4 separate regions of the Mus musculus genome follow, and regions 1, 3 and 4 are each linked to region 2. A link is a contact called in public HiCAR-type and HiChIP or PLAC-seq data. All regions are on one chromosome and are shown on one strand. The core of a region is the stretch at or near the end of the contact, and the rest is flanking DNA. Distances in the headings are between cores, read along the strand shown.

What was found. HiCAR-type assays count read pairs that join an accessible place to other places. HiChIP or PLAC-seq counts read pairs in DNA pulled down with a chosen protein or histone mark.
Region 1: a contact with region 2 is called in an H3K27ac HiChIP or PLAC-seq map of bone marrow-derived dendritic cells, with 3 times the contacts expected there. The contact joins the promoter of Lgals3 here to the promoter of Ap5m1 in region 2. A contact is called at or near these places in 1 of 39 promoter capture datasets (hippocampal neurons) and 4 of 115 datasets of contacts at active chromatin or transcription factors (astrocytes, bone marrow-derived dendritic cells, embryonic stem cells and 1 more).
Region 3: a HiCAR-type map of astrocytes shows a contact between it and region 2, with 9 times the contacts expected there. The contact joins the promoter of Ktn1 here to the promoter of Ap5m1 in region 2. A contact is called at or near these places in 6 of 39 promoter capture datasets (the C10 cell line, cranial neural crest, frontonasal cranial neural crest and 3 more), 7 of 115 datasets of contacts at active chromatin or transcription factors (astrocytes, differentiating embryonic stem cells, extraembryonic endoderm stem cells and 4 more) and 3 of 9 other capture datasets (adipose tissue, liver and pancreatic islet).
Region 4: a contact with region 2 is called in an H3K27ac HiChIP or PLAC-seq map of embryonic stem cells, with 4 times the contacts expected there. The contact joins the enhancer-like site here to the promoter of Ap5m1 in region 2. A contact is called at or near these places in 2 of 39 promoter capture datasets (hippocampal neurons and liver) and 5 of 115 datasets of contacts at active chromatin or transcription factors (astrocytes, embryonic forebrain, embryonic stem cells and 2 more).

What each region holds. Positions count from the first base shown.
Region 1 is chr14:47,372,320-47,377,515 of GRCm38.p6, reverse strand. Lgals3 (lectin, galactose binding, soluble 3) reads right to left here and starts at 3,656. Exons shown (of 6, transcript NM_010705.3): 1 at 3,564-3,656. It also overlaps the pseudogene Gm52166.
Region 2 is chr14:49,063,587-49,068,695 of GRCm38.p6, reverse strand. It overlaps Ap5m1 (adaptor-related protein complex 5, mu 1 subunit), which reads right to left and starts at 2,147. Exons shown (of 8, transcript NM_144535.5): 1 at 1,832-2,147. The coding sequence starts at 1,905. Exoc5 (exocyst complex component 5) reads left to right here and starts at 2,029. Exons shown (of 18, transcript NM_207214.3): 1 at 2,029-2,570. The coding sequence starts at 2,544.
Region 3 is chr14:47,647,724-47,652,792 of GRCm38.p6, reverse strand. It overlaps Ktn1 (kinectin 1), which reads right to left and starts at 3,482. Exons shown (of 39, transcript NM_001347527.1): 1 at 3,354-3,482.
Region 4 is chr14:47,578,450-47,583,620 of GRCm38.p6, reverse strand. No RefSeq gene overlaps it. Among named protein-coding and RNA genes, the nearest start is that of Atg14, 13 kb to the right of the region's middle. Within about 2 kb of position 3,455, at least 8 of the 459 cell types and tissues checked have an H3K27ac peak or open chromatin away from gene starts, as enhancers often do. A contact at or near this core is called in embryonic stem cells, where this site is marked.

The DNA of each region.
Region 1 (5,196 bases), core at 2,407-4,906, 1.7 Mb after region 2:
GAGACTGAGGCAAGAGGAGCAGAAATGTGGAGCCTGTCTGAGCTGCACGGGCAGACTCTTTCAAAAACAAGAGCAATCTGTTGCTGGGAGTGGTGCTGCACACCTCTAATCCTAGCACTCAAAAGGCTGAGGCAGGAGGATTGAGTTTACCATTAACCTATGCTACATAGCAAGACTGTCTCCAAAAACTAACCAACGAACGCTGCTCCCTAAAGACATCCCTTTCCCTCCTAAGTATGCTACAGTTTTAAAAGACTGGCCCATTTTCCAATGTGACCCAATGAAACCCTAGAGGCAGCAGACTTCACTGTGACGCACGTGGGCCTTGGATGACACTTTGGACAGCTATGTGACACATTCCACAGGATGTCGCGATAGTGACACCCTCCTAGCACTTGTAGAGTGATTTCCAGTTCCCAAAGAACTTCCACGGAGCTGTTTTTGATTTTGTTAGCAATCTGGTGACACTGGCTGGAGAAAACATCCCACTGTGAAGTGAGGGATCTGAGAGCTGATTCGGTGGCCAGAAGCCATCTCACTGGCATCTTGGGGACAAGGTTCCAAAGTTTCCTGACTCCTAATTCAGGTTTGTCCTATACTAGTTTAAAAGTGTACGTTTTTGATGTTTTAAAATAGACTCCTTTGAAATTTTTAGTTACTTCCCTGAAAAATTCTCTGGCTTGTTCATCCAGAACTACATAGCATGCTGAAATAGTAAACAGATTTAAAAATAAAATAGAGCTTTGGCCAGAACACTAACTCGGTGAATCATTCAACACACAGGCTGCTGAGTACAGAATGCTTTTGTGCACAGTCACATTGTTAAGAAAAACCACATTTTAACCAATAAATTGTGGTTTTCCAAAAAAAAGTATTCATTGTTTTTAGCTGTTGTTTTTTTATTGTATTTACTTATTAAACATAGATTTTTTTTTAATTGAGGTGTGTGTACTGTGAATGTTTATGTGTCTATTGCAGTGAAGATTTAGTCTTTGGCTATTGAGAGAGCTAGGCAAATAGGCATCTGAATCATAAATAAGACTCACCTAGGACACTTGAGCTCACTGGCAGGAAGTAAGAAGTTCGCTTATATATTTTAAGACAGGTCTTATTCTTTGGCCCAGTTTGGCTTAGAATTCTAAATGTAGCCTATGCTGGCCTTGTACCTGAGGTACTCTGGGTTCTGCCTCCTGAATGTTGGAATGACAGGCACTTACGCCCACACCCACCTAAGGAACAGTTCTTTGGAAAGCATCTGAGCATATTCAGGATGCAGAGGCAGGAGGGTGTCATAGACCCAGGCCTGCCTGATGTATGGAGTTCCAGCCAGGGCTGCCTGTGAGACCCCATCTCGAAAAATGATGAACAAATGCTTTTGATCCAGTGAACTATCTCATTGATTGAGAACCCTTGAATAGACTCATTCTACGGAAAAATGATCAATTTTTCCAGTCAACCCTCAAGCAATTCTCTACCTCTTCTGCTTTGTGTACAATTTAGTGAGCCATCCATTAAATACTTCTTAGCTTAAGCCTGAAAGACCTCATCCATGTCCTCCCCAGAAGATGGAGTAAGTGCAGATTTTAAACCAAACTCCTAAACATTCTGAATTTAGGAGGCTAGTCTCCATCACAGATAACTATGACTATCTCAGGGGAAAAGGCTAGGGTAAAGATGGCTGGTCCACATCTGTAATCCCAGTCCTCGGGAAACCATGGGAGAAAGAGTAGCATAGGTTCAAGGCCAGCCTGAACTCTGTACTGAGTATGAGGCCAACCAAGGTTATATTGTAAGACCCTATCTCAAGAAACAAGCAAAACAAAGCAAAAATGATCAGTGACCAAGAAGGAGACAATTACTAGGTGTGGTTGTACTGGCCTGGAAAATCACAAGTTCTAAACCAGCCCTGTCTGAACAAAAAAACTAGCATTCTTTCAGATGGGCACTGCCTCCCCCCCCCACCACCACCAAAGACTGTTGTTGCAGACAAGCAAGGCTTTTGTTATTAAACTTCAAGTTTTATGGAAACAGTTGGGGGTGGTAGTTTACACTGTTAGCCCCTGCACTTGGGAGACTGAGACAGGATTGAATATTGAAAGCCAGCCTGGGCTACATAGTAAGTTCCAGTCCTGCCTAGGCTGCAGTGGCAGCCTGTCTCCCTGGGATGGTTTGTATATGCTCGGCCAGGGAGTGGCACTAACTGAAGGTGTGGCCCTGTTGGAGTAGGTGTGTCACTGTGGGTGTGGGCTTTAAGACCCTCATCCTAGCTGCCTGGAAGCCAGTCTTCCACTAGCAGCCTTCAGATGAAGATGTAGAACTCTCAGCTCCTCCTGCACCATGCCTGCCTGGACGCTGCTATGCTCTTGCCTTGAGGATTATTGACTGAAGCTCTGAACCTGTGAGCCACCCCCACCACAATTAAATGTTGACCTTTATAAGAGCTGCCTTGGTCATGGTGTCTGTTCACAGCAATAAAACCCTAACTAAGATACTTCCCCTGCCCCCAAAGGTAAATAAATAAAAATACGGAACTATAAACTTGAAGCAAACATCTTGGAATTTCAGAAAGTGATAGTTTTTACACACTGGTTTCTGTTCTTTTCCTCAGAATTAGCCGGGTCACTAAGTCCAAATGTTCTCATTATCCAGAAACCCTACTCCCCGGGGGTCGCTTTATAAATATTCCAATTTCTTCAAATAGGAATCACTTGCTTCCCTGCTAGGGTTAGCCGGAATCCTAAGCCTCAGTCTCAACTCCCCCTCCCCACCCATTCCCGTCCCATCCTCGATTCCCTGCAATAGTGCTTGAGTAACATAATTCAGCATAAATGCAACCTTTGAAAGCCTCTCGCTAAGGGTCTGCACTCTGAGACCAACACGGCCACACCCAAGACTTCCTCCACCCAGATCTAGAGGTTATTGCACAAATAACCACACTGGTCACGAATGAGTCACTTGGCTTACAAAAAAATGTTAGAGGTTACAGTAGTTCTTCATCCCGACACATGCGCACTAGGGCTTGGGCAGCACTGTCCTGTGCGGTCAAGCACGCAGCGGGTGGCTATAGCCCCTACCTCCGCTGAACCTGGTGGAACTCACTGGCACCACACAGCAAGATCTCTAGTGGAAGGCTTCCACGTGCACCAAAGGAGCCTGCTGGAATTCCTCCAGGAGTCAGGAATCCTGGGCGATGTCTTTTGAGTCTCCAAACTCCCACCCCCACCCCCAACGTGCCAGAAGAGGCACCTGATCCCTATGGCCAAGCTAGGGGCCAGCTACAAGGTGGATCTCCGTAGGTTGTGGCTCACTCTAACGCAGGGCTTCGAAGGAGTGCCCAGGGCCCGCTGGCATCCCGCCATCCCAAAGAGACTTAGTATGTAGGTCGTGAATAACTTTCTCCGAGAGTTACCCGCAGGAGAGCCAAGGCGGTAGACCAGCGCCTGGGACCCTGAAGGTCACCTCCGTCCATCTCCCGGGAGCCCAGCCCTTTCTTGGTGCACTGAGCAGCACCGGTCCCCGCGCCCCGCGCCGCTCACCTGGGTAGTGCTCTCTGTGCCGCTCACCTGATTAGTGCTCCACCCGCCGCTCCGCTAGCTGTCAGAGCTGGGCGGTGGCTCGGCCGCTTCTAGTACTCTTTTCCCCGGGCCCGCCCTCCCAGGGCGGGGCAGCATCCCTCGCCCTGCAGGCGCCTGGCTGGACCGCGCCCCACGGACCACGGAGCTTCCCCACAGTGGACTGGGACACGCCCGCCAGCCTGTGCCCCTCACCTGTGCCCCGCAGTGGGCCCTAGCCGACCGCACCCAGACTCTCAGACTCACCCAATTCCCTTGTCTGAAGCTGCCTGTCAGGGTCTCATCCTGCCCCTAATTCCTTCACCTGAAGCCTTCCGCAGAAATGGCAGTGACTTTGAGTGTGAGGGAAGGGAGGAGCAGGTGTCCCTGACAAATCTGAGATGTAAGAGGTGCCCCTGTTTGCATTCACTCCTGCTCTGGATTTTGCTGGGCTGGGTAAACCCAATGTGGTACATAGTAGGTTCTCGGTAGGTATTTGTTGGTTGATTGATTGATGAGTGAATGAATGAATGTGGACGAATGAATTAATGAATGAAGTAGTATGAATGTGTGAATTGATTCCTAGGAAGATGTTTTCTCAAAGATTGGAGGAGAGTTACAGCACGGGCAAGGGGCAGTTAAATCAAGAGGACAGGGTGTAGCTCTGTCTATATGAAAATAGTTACAAGGAACAGCCGCTTTTGCAAGAGGCTGATAACCAGTTTGGAACCATTTATATAGATTAAAAACTTGAGTGATGTGGTTAAGGATATTCAAGATAATTTTTCCCCAGCTTCAGATACATCAGCTAATATCTACCAAACACTTATGCACCCCACTCTATGCCTAGGGCTTTACATACATTTATGGAGTTGGCATTATTTTAATCCTATTAGGTCCAAAGCAGCCCCCCAGAATGCCAGTGCTGGTCCTAAACAGAGGGACTCTGGCTGCACAAACAGAAGCTTATAGGTGGTTTCTGTTGACCAGGGATCTCCCTTAGTCTGCCCCCAATGTCAACTACCTCAGGCAAGGGCACCTGCTTCCCGGTCAATCCCAACAGCCTGTAACAGCTCAAAGCCCCCCATTCTGCTGACTTCTCCCCACACCCGGGGCAGGGGAATGTTTATTGCCTTGGTGGTTTGAGCCCCAATAAACTTATCTTTCTACTCATTCAGTGATGTCGCTGTGCCCTTGCTTACAAATCCCATTTTAGACATGAGAAAATATGGGTATAGAGAGTCAAGCATAATCCCGTAAGGGTGCTTGCTACAAAGCCCGACGCCTAACTTTGATCCCTGTAACTCAAGAGGAAAGAAGAGAACCAACTCTTGAATGTTGTCATTTAAGCCACATACACATGCTCACATGCATATGTGCAAATATAAATGCATTTTAAAATATTAAAACATCGCTTCTCGGCCTTTTGGCTAAGATCAAGTGTAAAATATTAAAACATGTAAATAAAATTTTAGAAATAAATATATGTATTTTTTTAAAAAATCACTGTAGGTAGTAGGTGTGGTGGCTCATGTCTTTAATCTCTTGGGATCTGCATGCTCTTGGGATGCAAAAACAGGCAGATCCCTTCAAGTTTAAGGCCAGCCTGGTCTGTATGGCGATTTGAGGCCACCAGGGATGTACA
Region 2 (5,109 bases), core at 898-3,397:
ATATGAAGAAATATAGCAAACATCAATAGTGAGTCAATAAAAGACAGAGAGTTTACATAACGATGTTAGGAAAACTCAAGTCATATAAAGAAGAAGTGAAATTCCTACTTAACACCATATTCAAAGATGTACTCCTAGTGGACTTAAATATAACAGATAAAATTATACAGAATGGATAAAATGGTATCTTTGGAAAGGGTAATTCACAGAAAAGGTATTTCAAGAGTCTAATGAATATTGTTACAGAAAGGTATACAAATAGAAATTAGTTCTCCTTTACTGGTAAAATTAAAATAAGAGTCAGGGAAATACAGAAATTCATCGATTTCTTTTTTTTTAAGTGTTTATTTATTTTATGTATATGAGTACACTATAGTTGTCTTCTGACACACCAGAAGAGGGCATCAGATCACATTACAGATGGTTTTGAGCCACCACGTGGTTGCTGAGAACTGAACTCAGGACCTCTGGAAGAGCAGTCAGTGCTCTTAACTGCTGAGCCATTTCTCCAGCCCAATTCACTGATTTCTAATGACTCTGTTTGCATTCAGGGAAGCTATTTGTCAGTATTTTGTTAAATCAGTACAGACATGTTCTAAGGCCCTGTTTGAGGATGTTTACTAGATAGCACTGTTCTGAAAGGTAGAGGCAGCTTGGACCCTATCATTAAGGAATGTAAATAAAGAAAACCATAGATTCATACAGTTCAAGTATCTAGAGCTGCATTATCCAGTATGGTAGACACCAGGTACATGTGTTACTGAAATGTAAGCAAAACTAACAACTAATGGGGGTCATGGTTGTTGCATTCCTTTAATTCTAGTATTTGGAAACCAGAAGCAGGAGGGTATCTATGAGTTTGTGGCTAGCTTGGTCTACACAGTGAATTCTGGGTAAGCCAGTGGTACACAGTGAGGCTCTGTCTCAAAACCACAGCAACAAAAACCTAATAACTGAGTTCCTCAGTTACACCATTCAAATGCTTTCTGGTTTACATTCGAAGAGATTTAAAATTGGTCACCTTTCTACCATACATTGCTGCTTTCCAAGAACACACATCTACTCATTAACACAGAGGCTTCTTAGAAATAATGCCAAGAGACAGGTAACAACTTCAAGAACTGACAGATGGGATCTCCTGAAATCAAAACAGTTCTGCAAAGCAAATAAAACTACAAGCAAAGTGGCGAGACAGCCTATAGACTGGGGGGAACTTAGCCAGCTATACTTTATATCGGGGTTAATATCTAATATAAAGAACTGCAGAGTCCTCTCCATAGAATTATCTTGGTAAGATATGGCAAATTCTAAAGGTGGGACCAAACCACTTATGCCACCTGGATAAAAAGGTGACTGTAATTTAATTTTTCACACTTCTATTTTGCTCACCCACTAGAAGCTGCAAACTATAACGTTCTTTAAGCAATCATTTTTGTACCAAACTTAAACAGATGGAATTAATTTTAAAGATACATTAGTATAGCCGGGTGTCGTGGCCCACACCTGTAATCCCAGCACTCTGGAGGTATCTGTAAATTCAAGGCCAGCCTGGTCTACGTATCAAGTTCTAGGACAGCCAGGTATACATGAATCCTGTCTCAAATATATAAATAAATAAAGATACAATAGCAGTAATACTAGAAAACATGTAGCATCATGTAACAAGCAACTCATTCCTTACAACAAAGTGAGATAAACGTAGAAAGCCTAAATTGCCCAAGGGCACCCTGCTAGCTGCTCCTGGGACAGCTGAGACTCAGCGCACCACAAAAACTCCTGCTTAGATTCATCCTTGGACCCATCATGCCTGAGGATCCAGACTTGCAATTACCTGGAGAATCTGACGGTGCCTCCAAGTGGAGTTCCTGGTTCGTGACGTATGAGCCACACTGCCCGCAGGGCCATGGTTAAGCCTCCCAAGTATCAGAGCGATGTAGAAACTAAGGTCGCCATCCAGCCAAAGTAGACCCCGCCTTCTAGATGGGCTGTACCAGGCAACGTCCGGGTTCTCCCTGAGCCGCAAGAGCTCACTGGAGATGCTCGCTCTTCCGGGTGAGGTGACTCAAGTCTCCCGGTCCCTTCAAGAGATTAAAACACTCCTCAGAAGGTCTTAAGAACCTACACCCGGAATCTCAAGGGACTGGAATACTCTTCTCGCCCACTTCCGGGACGGCGGCCCGCGAGGCTCAAGACGCGTCACCCTGTCGCAAACGAGCGCCTCCGCGGCCCGCTCGCCGCTCGCTCCTTTCGCCCGCCCCGCGAAGTCGGCCGGGCGCGCGCAGCCCCACTTCCGGCGTGCGAGGCGGTGACAATGGGAGCGGCGCGGGCGGCGCCGGGAGGCAGCTGACAGGCGTCTGCGGCTCCGCTTCATGGCTGCTCTCCCTCTCTGCCTTCGCTGTGTGAGGACCGGGGCAGCCAGCAGCGGTGCGCAGCCCGGGCCGGAGGCGGTAGGCCGAGCTGGGACTGGTGAGCGGCGCCGCTGAGGCGCAGCATGTGAAGCGGAGACGGCCTCGAGCGCGGGGCGAGCCTCTCAGCCGGCCGGCATGGCCACGACGGCCGAGCTCTTCGAGGTGGGTCCCGGGGCTCGGCGGGCGGCGGCGGCGGCGGCGGGGGAGGGGCGGGTGGCGGCGGGACGCTGGGCCGGCTCGGGTGGCAGGGCGGCCAGACGTCCCGGAGACCGGACGGGCAGTGGGCAGGGCTGACTCCGGAGCCCAGGGCCGGCGAGCCGGGTCTTGCTGTGCGGATCCTCGCGACGGTGCTACAGGGGGCATCTGAATGGAGACTCTGGGGGGCTCCTCGGTGCCGAGGTTCCGACAAGCTCAGAAGCGGCCCTGGGGTGCCTGCCGTCTTACCTTACAGTCGAAAAGGCTGGGAGGATTCTTTTAAGGACAATAAAGGCCTACTTAGCCTCAGCACGGAAGGGAAGCGACACATCTTACTGCATTTAATTGCTGTGGAACCCTCCGACTGCTAGTTAAAGGATCCTTGGGCTGTGAGAAGCTGTGGGAGCGTTCAGGTGCATTTTCTTGAGTGTTTCAATATTTAAACTTGACAGTTGGATTTTGTGGCGTGTCAGTGTCAGAAGCGGTGAGGTTTGAGATAATGGAATGGGGTTACAAGACAATGAAACAGTATCTTCTTGTGTGGAAAAAAATAGAAGTAGTCATATGAAGAAAAATGAGGAATACACCTTCTCCCCCGCTGGGGCGTGATTACTCCATAGCAGCAGAAGTGTAAGTTGTAGAGAACACTGCAGTTCACAGTTAAGAATGTCACCATAGGTGAAAATTGTATCCATTGAGCATCAGCGTGTTCTGTGGCGTGAATTTTAAATGCCATTGTTTCCATTAAAAAAAAAATCTAACTTTTCAGTTACTTTTTTTTGTTACTGAACGTTGACTTGCAGTCATTCCTAGCATAGATACTGCATTTGTTTAGAGAAATAGCATGCCTAAATTGTAAGTTGTAATGAAAGTGATTTGAGTAAAAGTTATAATTACACCTAGGAAAAATTTATTGCTGTTCCTCAGATGTAAATGTCTGGAGATATTATAACATTTGCTTCACCAGTCATAAAATTCTGCTCATTTACTGTGTATCCTTGGTCAAGATACTAGGTAATTCTGTAATTACTTGTTTCAATTTTTATATCTTACAGGCTTTGGGATCTTTAAATAATACTTTCATGACGAGCTACTTATTAACAGAAAAACAGTATATTATCCTACTGTTATAGTGAATTCTCTTTAACATCCACAATTTCCTCTTGGATGGAAAATTATATTTTCTTCTTTAGACGTATACCAAGATGTCTTCAGTAACTTATTCGAAAATGTGTTTTCTTTCTCAGGGATGAAGAAAGTGGGGGTGGGGGGAAGGGGTGAAGAAATTTGTATTTTGTTCTCTAAGTCTTGTCATTTAGTGGAGTTGTTAAAGTTGTTTAGCTTAGTGACAGCAGTTCTGTAGGAGAGAAACCCAATGATGATACAGTAATCGGAAGATTCGTAGAACACACAGGCATATTGATAGGTCTCATAACTGGAGTGATCCCAACTCTGTCATTTGTAGTTGTTGTTTCATCAAAATCAGAAACATAATAATAGTTACAATGAAGTAGTGCCAGTTATGCATAATTAAGTCTGTTTGTCCTTTCCTGTGAGTCTAACCCTGCACTAGGTTCTGCTTGTGAATAAACCTTCATTCTCCAAGTGAAAAGTTACCTTTTTTTTTTTCTAATAGAAAGGGAAGAAGGAAAAAGGCCCCCAGTGTCTGCTGCCATTTCCTGCAGCTACTGCTACAAATATGGGTTGCAGATTAAGTCAGGCTGTGTCTTTCTCTCCTACTTCCCATTCTAAGTCACAGCTGGAGAGCAAGGGAAACAGGGCAGGATGTAGTCAAGGATATTTTGTTTTTATGCATCCTGGTTTTCATGTACTTCTAAATAGAATTGGACTTCCATTTTCCACATCAGAGAAATTAAGTGGAAACAAAGTTGAGCTTTGAATTTATGAAATTTCATTGCTAACTCTGCTTTTTATAAAATCTTATTACTGGTTTGGTGACTCATCCTTTTTTAAACAGACAACTTCTGACAATAAAATCAAACTGTAAATCTTTACTCAGTTGACGGGATGATTTATTACTAGGTGACTCAGTTATTACAATAATGTATATCCTGGAAGTTGCCCAGAATACCTTCTTAATTTCATTCCTCGTTGACAGGTCTTTCTGAAGGAATCTGTCTGTGGTGTTTTTAAGTAATAAACTCAGGATGGCCTATCTGAACTGAGATTCCTCAGTGGTTTGGATAGTCAGCATATTAAAACATGGCTTGAGTGGTAAATTCTTCTGTTGCTGCCTATATTGCTCTTTTTCTATGTACCACCGAAGATACTTCCTTCTCCTTTGTTGACTGTCTCTCCTGTCATTCTTACTGATTCTTCACATTTCTCTTGGTAGGTTACATTTTATAGGAGAGTTCTTTGTTAAAAACTAGGGCCAGTTATTCATTCAGTAAATATTTTTGAGTACTTATCAACTTCAAGATAAACTGCTAAAATTAACAGTATTGAATGTCTCATCAGACATGCCACAGAAAAGTCTATTCAT
Region 3 (5,069 bases), core at 2,233-4,732, 1.4 Mb after region 2:
GGTGTACTGTTCAAGAGGCAGTGGCAGAAACCCAGGTCAGACCTATGCGGTCAGCACCTTTCTTTTTAGTACCAAAGTGTTTATTAATTTATTTTATAAACTTTAACTTTTTTTAAAACTTTTTCAAGCAAAAACATCAAATGCCAAAATTAACCACAGCCAAAGTCTATATAACTTAATGAACTTCTATAGTTAATATTGACATTTTGAAATGGAAGTTGTGAAGTTTCACATTAAATTTTACACTTTCGGTATCAAATACATTTTATGCACTTAACCACCATTAACCACCATCAAAGACAAAACAAGACCAAAAAAAAAAAAAAAAAACCAAAACCATGACAGACTTAGAACAAGAAAAGCAATTGGCCTTATAACCTCAATCATGTCTTAACCCTAAACTCACCTAACACCTGCACGCAGTCCTTCCTCATCCTTATATTTAGCTTTTCTTGTTCTCTTTTCTTCATGTTGGCTGTGCCTGCATATGCACTAGTTTACGTCTACACAGATACAACTGTTTGGACTCCACTTAGGAGAGAGAACACTCAGTTAATTCCTTCTGAGATTGAGGGACCTTGATTATTAGCATACATTCCAAGTCTGTCCATTTTCCTGCAAATGTTTTTACATCATTTTTCTTTAGAGGTGAATAGTACTCTTTTACAGAGAGACCTAATTTTCATTATGCACTTACCCACTAACAGACAACTAGGTTGATTCCAACTCTTTGCTATAGTGAATGAACATGGGATACAAATAATCTCCATGGTAGAGACCGGACCCTTTCTTTTAAAGGGGGTAGGAGGAAATCATTTCAAGGCTAAAGCTCACAACCCTTTTTATTTTTACTTTGGTCTGTCCGAGATCCACCTGCTCTGCCCTTGGGAGTGATCAAAGACACTATCATGACAAACAGCATTTTTTTTTTAACTGAAAAGGCTTAAAAGCAATTTAAGGCTGTCAGCACCAATTCATGCACTTGACAAACACTTGTAAATTATTACTTTTCTCTTCTAGACTTTAGTGATGGCTTAAGTTACTCAAACTCTGGTTCCTGGCACCTAAAGTTTCCCCCTAAGTTTCTATTTATAGGAACCATATCCTTCATAATCTTAAACCAATTTTCCCCAGCTGCTAACAAATACATCGTATCTTTTTCATCAGAACACCCCAGACTCTGTCCCTTAGAACTGGAGCAGCAATGATGGGGGATGCAGTCCATTTATACATGAGAGGTCACTGCGACTTCTGGACAGTTACTTCTGGTCTCTAGGGATACTCTGGATTTGCCTTCAGAGACCTTTAAAACCACATGCGTAAGAGGTTACTTTCAAACACCTGAACATTTGTACCTCCCCCGCCCCCACCTCCTGCCATTCCTTATTACACATGAGGTCAGATTCCTAAAGCAAACTCTCCTGGAACCACTGAGTTTACTAATTTTTATTTTTTACAAAGTATTGAAAAAATCTTTTTAATTAAAAATTTGGCCATTAAAAAAAAAGCATAGTAGGCATACAAACAAAAATACATATTCGAGGGCTAGAGGTGTCAAAAGTATATATGGCATGCTCAAGTTTCTGGCTGACCCCAGTGAGTCCCTCCCTGGAAAAACGATACATCCTCCAAAGAGTTCAAGTAAAATTCCAGCTAAAGACTGACTGACGGTCAATCTTACCATGCGTCCTCTAGAAGCTGAGCCTCAGAACAAGCCCTTTACTTGTTAGGTCTTTATCAAAATCTAACAAAAGATCAAAACCTACAAACTAGCAAGCCTGTACACTGCTCGGGGGGTGAGGGGTTTGTGTGGATTTTGCTTATTAGATTTGTTTAGGGGGAAACTATATCAGAGAAAGAGGCTGCTAATACTTAGGGAGGTCATAGAAATATACCAATAAAATAAAACAAACCAACGGCTTTCCATAATGCTGACAATGAATCAAGAAAGGATTATATACTGGGTATCCTTTGTGATATTAAAGTGTTTAATACACTTGAGGAATTTTCCCGATATATTTGAGTGTGTGTCTCAGTAATGTAGAACACCTTATTCTCTAATGCACCTGATAATTAAGACATGTATGTCTACTGAGGGCTACAAAATTCAGAGACGTTTCTAACTCAGGGTTGGCATGGGGAAAGAACCTACATAATTAAGCCTAGCTATTTCGTGTAAGGTCTCTAAAAGAAAGGTGGAATGGGAAAGAGGCTTATTTACCAAGCAACACATCAGATATGAAAGGCTACCGCGGCACATACAGAACACAGGTCAGCCGGAATGCCCCAGGGCAGCATGGACAGATTATCTCAGGTCTCATCACCAAATGCTTTTACCCACACCAGAGCCACTGCTGCCAGTGCTTGCGGGTGAGGGGAGAAAACAAGTGCAACCTAATTCAGGCAAAAAAAAAAAAAAAAAGTTAAATCACCCCTAAGTCACCTGCTACACAACTCAATGTCTAGTTCACCTTTGGGGAGCTCCTCTTTACCTGGGTGTGGAGCTGTCAATTTCTCAGAACACTCCAAAACTTTGAACTATTCTATTCGGCCCGCAGCTTCTGAAGCTATGCTAATCCACATAGCTGCTAAGGAATCCACTTCTAGCAGTGGCCCTGCTGTTAGAATCCGGGTTTCCGCCTCCTCCCAGAAGGACCCGAAGACACTAAACAGCGCACTTTTTGACCTAAACCGAGAGGCAGCCGGACAAAGAAGAGAACGCTGCTTCCCAAGCCCCGGTCTCGGATGGCCGAACTCTGCTCCCTTACGCCAAAAGCGGCCAGATCCGGGACACCCCAAATTCTATTGTTGGACACCAAGGCGGACACACCCCTGGGAGAGAGGGAGAACTTCGCAGGATTTCCCCTAACTCCCAGGACCGGGTGGTGGGAGGGGCGGCGCTCCGGGACAAGCGAGGGGAGAGCCGCTCCAGCATGGCGCACGCGTGGCCCAGCCCGAGCCCAGGGCGCCCGAGGCGAGGCGAGGCGCTCCCTCTGGTCACCCTCATCAGAGCCTTAATCCGCCAGCCCGCCCTGGGGCCTGCGAGCCCAGCTAAAAATAGGCTCCTCGGTCACCCCGCGGCCCTGGCGGATCGACCTCGCCCTCAGAGGAGATGGCCGGGGAGCTCCGGCCACTCGCGGACCTGGGATCGGACCTTGCAGCCACGGGGAGATCGCCGAGCCAGAACCCTGGAGCCCGAACCCGCAGGCGGATCCTCGGAGCGGGCCGGCGGCGGCGCGGCCTGGGCGGACGCTGCACACTGCGACCTCCGTGCGAGGCCTACCCCGCGAGCGCAGCCCCCCGCCCTGCGCCCCGCGCCCGCGCGCCCTGGAGTCCCCGGCCCTGCTCCTCACCCTGCGCAGCCGGGTACCAGGCCGGGACGATGCAGCGGCGCGAGCTCTACCTCCTGGTCAGCGCGCTCCCAGGCCCCGCCGCAGTAGCTCAGGTGCCGTCGCGCCGCCCCGCAGGAAACGGGCGGCTTCGGGGCGGGGCGGCTCCGCACGTCCGGGCGTCGCGGCCAGAGGGGCCCGGAGACCGGCCCCTTAAAGGGACAGGTCCGCGCAGCCGGCGGCCTCCAGATGCCCCGCGCTGGGCTGCAGAGACGTCACCCTCCGCCTGGAAGTCCCTGCGGAATCCCTTCATCCATTCAACCCTACTCTGCCTCCCCCAGTCGGCCTTGGTCTCACGTGACCCTCGCACAAAAGTACCACTTGGCCCCCGACACGGGTTGATTCCTTTTAACCGTACTCCAAGTTGCTAGACATACACACACACACACACACACACACACACACACACACACACACACACACACACACACACGGCTGGGATTTCTCCTCCGAAATCCGCAAAACGAGGAATTTATAGAGCCGACCTAAATAAGTTGTGTGCAAATATTGTAAGGCTGCAATGCTTGCTGGCTGCTGGCCATTCCTTAAGCAAGGTTAAATAACTAGAAACTGCAGCGCTAAGAGGGGTTGACCAGAATCTCTGCGTCTCTCTGCTCTTTGCTGCGAGGATGGAAGCTTTTTCTCCGGTGTTGCTTTTTAGTGTTTTATTATTATTATTATTATTATTATTATTATTATTATTATCTCAGACAACGCCAGTCACTGCCCTGAACATATCTACAACATACTCTAAACTCTCCTCAAAAGTTACCAAATGATTGGCACGCTTCTAGAGTGTGGGGTAGAGAAATAGAATCAGACTCACCATTACCATTACCCAGGAGCAATCCTTAATGATTGGAGCATCAGATAAGTCTCAACATTAACAACAGAGAATGTCCTCATCATAGGCTAGTTACAAGAATGCTGCGCATCTGTCTGCGTTCGAATGATTTCCGCCCAAGCTTTCAGAGCTCTTCAAAGCAGAAATGAAAGCTGAAGCGTTTGTAGCAACAGCCTGATGAGGTATTGAGAATTCCACCAGTGTCCAATCACCACTTCTCAAGGAGCTTGCTCTTTTCCTTTCTCATGAGTATTATTCAGCACTCACCAGCTCCAAGGCCAGCAAAACACTGTTTCTGAGCTGCTGTCTCTTGAACCTGTAAGTGCCAGAAGATTTGGCTTTGTTGGGAAGTGAGGCCATTAGTAGCTTAATACAAAGTGTAACTGTATCATTTCTGTAATGGAATGTAAAGGTTCTTGAATAGCTTACAAACAACTCTGTAATTGCGCCCCCTCCACCCACAAAAAAGTTTCCAGTTAGATTTTTTTTTCTGACATTAGGAAAAGGACACCATCATTTGCATACAAATGATACATAGGTTCCTTCGTAAGTTACATAGTAGCATGGTCTTTAGGGAAGCAATCCTCCAAACGTCTTACTTCTTATAGTCGATACAGAAGTATAAATGCGCCAGCCACTTCTATTCGGATGAACTTTGACTTCTCAAAGGGGAACAGCTGGATGCTTCCTTCCTATAAGCTTTCTAATTGCTCACATCAAAACAAAAAGATGTACTAGATATGTTACAGGTGGCAAGCCCTATTGGTATTTAAGACTAATCCTCTAAGTTTTGAAGTATAGTAAAATGTAACATAATTAACTATAGTTAACACACA
Region 4 (5,171 bases), core at 2,206-4,705, 1.5 Mb after region 2:
CCCAGCAACCACATGGTGGCTCACAACCATCCATAATGAGATCTGACGCCCTCTTCTAGTGTGTCTGAAGACAACTACAGTGTACTTACATATAATAAATAAATCTTTAAAAAAAAAAAAAAAAACTCGGCAACATTCTGGCTTGGGGTTGAAGTCCATCTAGCTCCTGAGTCTAGTCTACATCCCTGATCCATCGGTCCTGGGGCAAGTGTTCAATAAACTATCCAGGTCTGACAGAGATCGGTGTTCTTGTGGCTTGTGGGGCAACACCCGAACCTCAACAGGGAGCTCATGACAACAGCCCTCACATTTAGCTCTGGGAAAGTGATCTGCACAGGAGCTAAAAGATATGAGGATGAAGTTTCCACACTACCCCACGGTCAGCTCACTGGGTAAGAAAAGGACCACTTGTATGAAAGCTTGCAGGAGGAGCAACATGCCAAACAGACTTCACACAATACTGAGCTATATCCCACAGTTTATAGTCCCCTGGGTTAGGATAAAGGATTAGGATATAGTGCTCGGGGCCATCAAGGAACTTAACTGGACTATTAGAACTTTTAAAAAAAATTGTTAAAAATGAAAAGCCAACAGCAAGCTTCTGCAGTCATGACAAGGTGTCATAAACCTAGGGACATTGTTGTGGGCTTTCCTCATTGGGGATAAGAGGGTAGAGCATCTAAACGGGACATTTCCGGATTTGCTCAGGACGCATCTTTGAAAAGACTCCTCTTGGGGCTCAGCAGTTAAGAGCAGTGACTGTTCTTCCAAAGATCCTGAGTTCAAATCCCAGCAATTCCATGGTGGCTCACAACCATCTGTAACGGGGGTCTGATGCCCTCTTCTGGTGTATGTGAAGATAACTACAGTTTATAATAATAAAAAATAAATCTTTGGGCTGGAGCGAGCAGAGCAAGCGGGGTTGACCAGAGTGAGCAGAGGTCCTAAATTCAATTCCCAACAACCACATGAAGACTCACAACTACAGTGTACTCATATACATAAAATAAATAAGTAAATCTTAAAAAGAAAAGAAAAGAAAAGAGAAGAGAAGGGAAGGGAAGGGAAGGGAAGGGAAGGGAAGGGAAGGGAAGGGAAGGGAAGGGAAGGGAAGGGAAGGGAAGGGAAGGGAAGGGAAGGGAAGGGAAGGGAAGGGAAGGGGAAAGGGGAAGGGAGGGAAGACCCCTCTTTCCTGGATCTCCTGCAGGGGAAGCCCTGGGCTGATGTTTGCTCTTTCAACATAAAATGAGTAGGAGAGCTGGTGCTCTCCTTGTTTTGGATGAGGAGCAAACGCTTCTGAAAGGTGACAGCAGTTTCTCCCCATGTGGAGATGCACCAATTCTTCATTTCTTCCTATGAACACGACTGCCAATGTGCTTATTTATATCTGATAAATTGATTGAGGAAGCTTACATTATCTAAATTTATATTTTTCTGATATATTAAGCTTGTAAGATGCATATTACTTCATTTGCTCAATATTCTAGATATTTTTCTTTTGTTAATAGCTTTTTATATTTTAAGTATTTTGCCAATTTATGCTAAAATATTTGTCAAGATTACTATTTTCATGGGTTTTTTTGTTGTTTGTTTGTTTGTTTGTTTGTTCTTGAGACGGAGTTTTTCTGTGTAACCCTTGTCCAGAAACTCTGTAGACCAGGCTGACCTCAAACTCAGAGATCTGCCTACCTCTGTCTCCCAAGTTCTGGGATCAAAGGCCTGTGCTGCCACCTCCTGGATCTATTTATTATGTTTTAAAGGAGGCTTTTAAAAACAATTTAAAATGGTTGGTACATAGTCAGTGGGTCCATTTTTCCCGTTATCTTTGAAAATTTGGAATCTTGCTTGGTGTCTTAGATAGGGTTTTACTGCTGTGGACAGACACCATGACCAAGGCAACTCTTATAAGTACACCACTTAATTGGGGCTGGCTTACAGGTTCAGTCCATTATCATCAAGGTTGGCAGTATGCCAGCCTCCAGTCAGGCATGGTGCAGGAAGAAATGAAGAGTTCTACATCTTCATCTGAAGGCTGCTAGAAGACTGGCTTCCACGAAGCTAGGATGAGGGTATCAAAGCCCACACCCACAGTGACACACCTAATCCAACAAGGCCACACCTATTTCAACAAGGCCTCCTAATAGTGCCACTCCCTGGGCCAAGCAAACACATTTAGGAAGGCATCAGCCCTTACAGTACATGATGTAATGCTAACCTCCATTTTGCTCCTGCTTTTTTTTTTTTAGGTCTTACATTGTATTGAGAAAGAATTGTGACTTTTTGATTTGTCTAGAGTGTGCTCTGTGTGTTGGGAGTGTCCTGTAGTCCTGGTACCCAAGGGTAGCCACTGGTTACCGTGCCTGTCAAGCACAAATAATATTTAAATTAATTGCATAGAGCAGGTCTAGACTCTTATTTCAGTGTAAGGTAAGTTCTTTTTCAAACCACCAGTCAGTATCCAAACGACACTTCCTGAAGGATGTTCTCTGCCCCAGGCTCTTGATTTTTTACATTGAGTTCTTTGCATGTATCTAAATGAACCCTGGGGCCTTTCTATTGTCTATAGGTCTCTGATCCCAGAAACACCAATTCCTAAGCAAACACGGGACAACTGTTCCAGACATAGGCAGCAATGTGTACTTCAGCACTGTTTAAAATTGGGTATCAATGGTAAGCATCTAACAAGAGGTTTTTGTAGAGGAATTTTAATCCAGCAACAGCTACTCTGGCTAGAATACAGATGTTGTGCCAGGAGACGTTCGTGAACCCCAAGGAACCGAATCTGATCCAATCACACTAGGGTCTCCTTATCCAAGCCTGAGCTTGGGCCACACCACTGTCTCTGATGGTGAGAACAGGAGAGGGTCCCAAGTGACCCGTCCAGCAGGTCCAGTTATTCGAGGATCTCGAGGGGACCTCCTCCTAATAACCAAATGGGGGGTAGAGAGAGACGAGGGTCTTGTAAGAGTAAGGACACGGAAACCGTTCTGAAGTTGTATCAGGACCCTAATGTATTGAAAAAGGTCTAAGGCTTAAATGCACAAGCAAAAGGGGAAGTACAGACACTTATCAGTGGGAGGGGTGGGGCAATACAAGCAAAAGGAGAAGTACTTATGGGAGGGGGGCAATAGAAATTCTTTCTTTTGGCAGCTACACGGGGAAGCAAGAACTTGGTGGTATCAGGGTGTGGTCAGGACATCGGTGATGACCTAGGGCTGGAACCTCCCGTGGTTCCCGGAATCCATGTGTCCGTGGCCCGCTTTTGACCCCTTTTTCTTCTCGGTGGGAGAGGCCCAATTCAGAGATCAAGAGTTGTCTTAATAGCTCCCAACACCCAAGCCCAGTTTTAGGTAAGCATTTATAGAGGGAAAAAAAGGGGTATCTAGCCTAGTACACATCAGACTGGTGGGCAATTACACCCTTTAACATAATTGGCTGGTGCTGAGAGCCTAACTATAAACTTAACTTCTGTTTTCCTCCTGATTGGTGGTTGTTAGGAAGTGAAGTGTCAGGGGCGGGCTTGTAACCTGAGGGTACAGATTTGCTGGGGAGCAACCTGGAAACTGATACTAGATGCAGGTCTTGTTGGGAGGTAACCTGGAAACTGGTGCTAGATACCAGCCTGTTAATTAACTTGAGTTCAACCTTAGGTCAGGTTCTTTAAGATGGAGTCTCAACCCAAAAGATTTGATCTCTCACAGACAACCCTTTAATTCCAGGGGCCAGAGGCAAGCAGATCTTTGAGAGACCAGCCTGGTACTGATCAAGTTCTAGGTACAAAAAAGATTAGGTCTAGGTGTTGTAGTACATGCCTTTAATCCCAGCACTCAAGAGACAGAGGCATGCAGATTTCTGAGTTCCCGTCAGTCAGTTCAGTGAAGTCACTGAGTTGAGAGGCAGCACAGGGGGGTTGAGTTCTCCGCAGTTCAACAGATGGCAGTGCAGTTTGTGGAGTTCAGAGGCAGTTTTTACCAGGACAGTTTTACAGAGACAGGTTGTTTGTAGAGAGAAAAAGCTAGACGCAGGTGAAGACAGAACAAGCCAGAGGAGAAGGAGCCAGAAGATTAGAACAGATTGCCGAGTTAGTTTGAGACCCAGCAGAGCAATTCAGTCAGAAGCAAGAAGCCAGTTGGAATCAATGAACTTGGAGTAGAGCTGAATCACAGCTGAGTTGATCCAGTTAGCCAGAGTTCAGAAAGAGCTAGAAAGAGTGAGTTCACTCAGCACTAAGCCTCCGAGATAACAATCACATCAGGCAAATAAAAGATACATTTACAGGTAATGATTCAAGTGACATGTGTATTAGTCAGTGTTCTGCTGCTGTGAAGAGACACCGTAACAACAACAGCTCTTACAAACTAAAGTACTTAGTTGGGACTGCCTTACAGTTTCAGAGGTTTAGTCCATAGTCGTCATGGCAGATAATAATGACCACACGCAGGCAGGCATAGTGCTAGAGAAGTAGCTGAGAGGTTAGCATCTGAATCTATAGTTAGCAAGGAGGGAGGAAGGGAGACAGAAAGACAGACTATGGGCTTTTTGAAACCTCAAAGCCCACTCCCAGTGATATACTTCCTAATCCTTTCAAATGGTGCCCCTCACTTGAGACCAAGCGTTCACATCTATGAGTCTATGGGGGCCATCTTTATTCAAACCTTCACATTCCATTCCCTGACCCCTATAGGCTTGTAGCAATATCATAATGCAAAAATGCATTCAACCCAGTTCCAAAAGTCCCCATAGTCTATCCCAGTCTCAACACTGTAAAAGTTTAAAGACTCTTCAGAGACTCAAGGCAATCTCTTAACTTTAACTCCAGTGAAATCAAAATCAAAAAGCAGATCGATAACTTCCTATACACAATGGCAGAAAGCATGTCTTACCATTCCAAAAGCGGAGGGAAGGAAGCCTAGTGAGGGAATCCTGGACCAAAACAAGACTTAAAGCAAGCAGGGGAATTTTTCAAATTCTGTATCTCTACATCTGACGTCAAAGTGCTCTTCAAATCTCCAACCCCTTTCAGCGTTGTTGACCGCAACATATTTCTTTCCCTTTAGCTGTTTCCAAACGTGTTAGCAGCCTTCCTCAGCAGAGATCACATGACATTAGCGACTTGACTTCCACATTTTGGGATCCACAGGGTAATCTAGGCCTCACCCTCTCAGATGCAC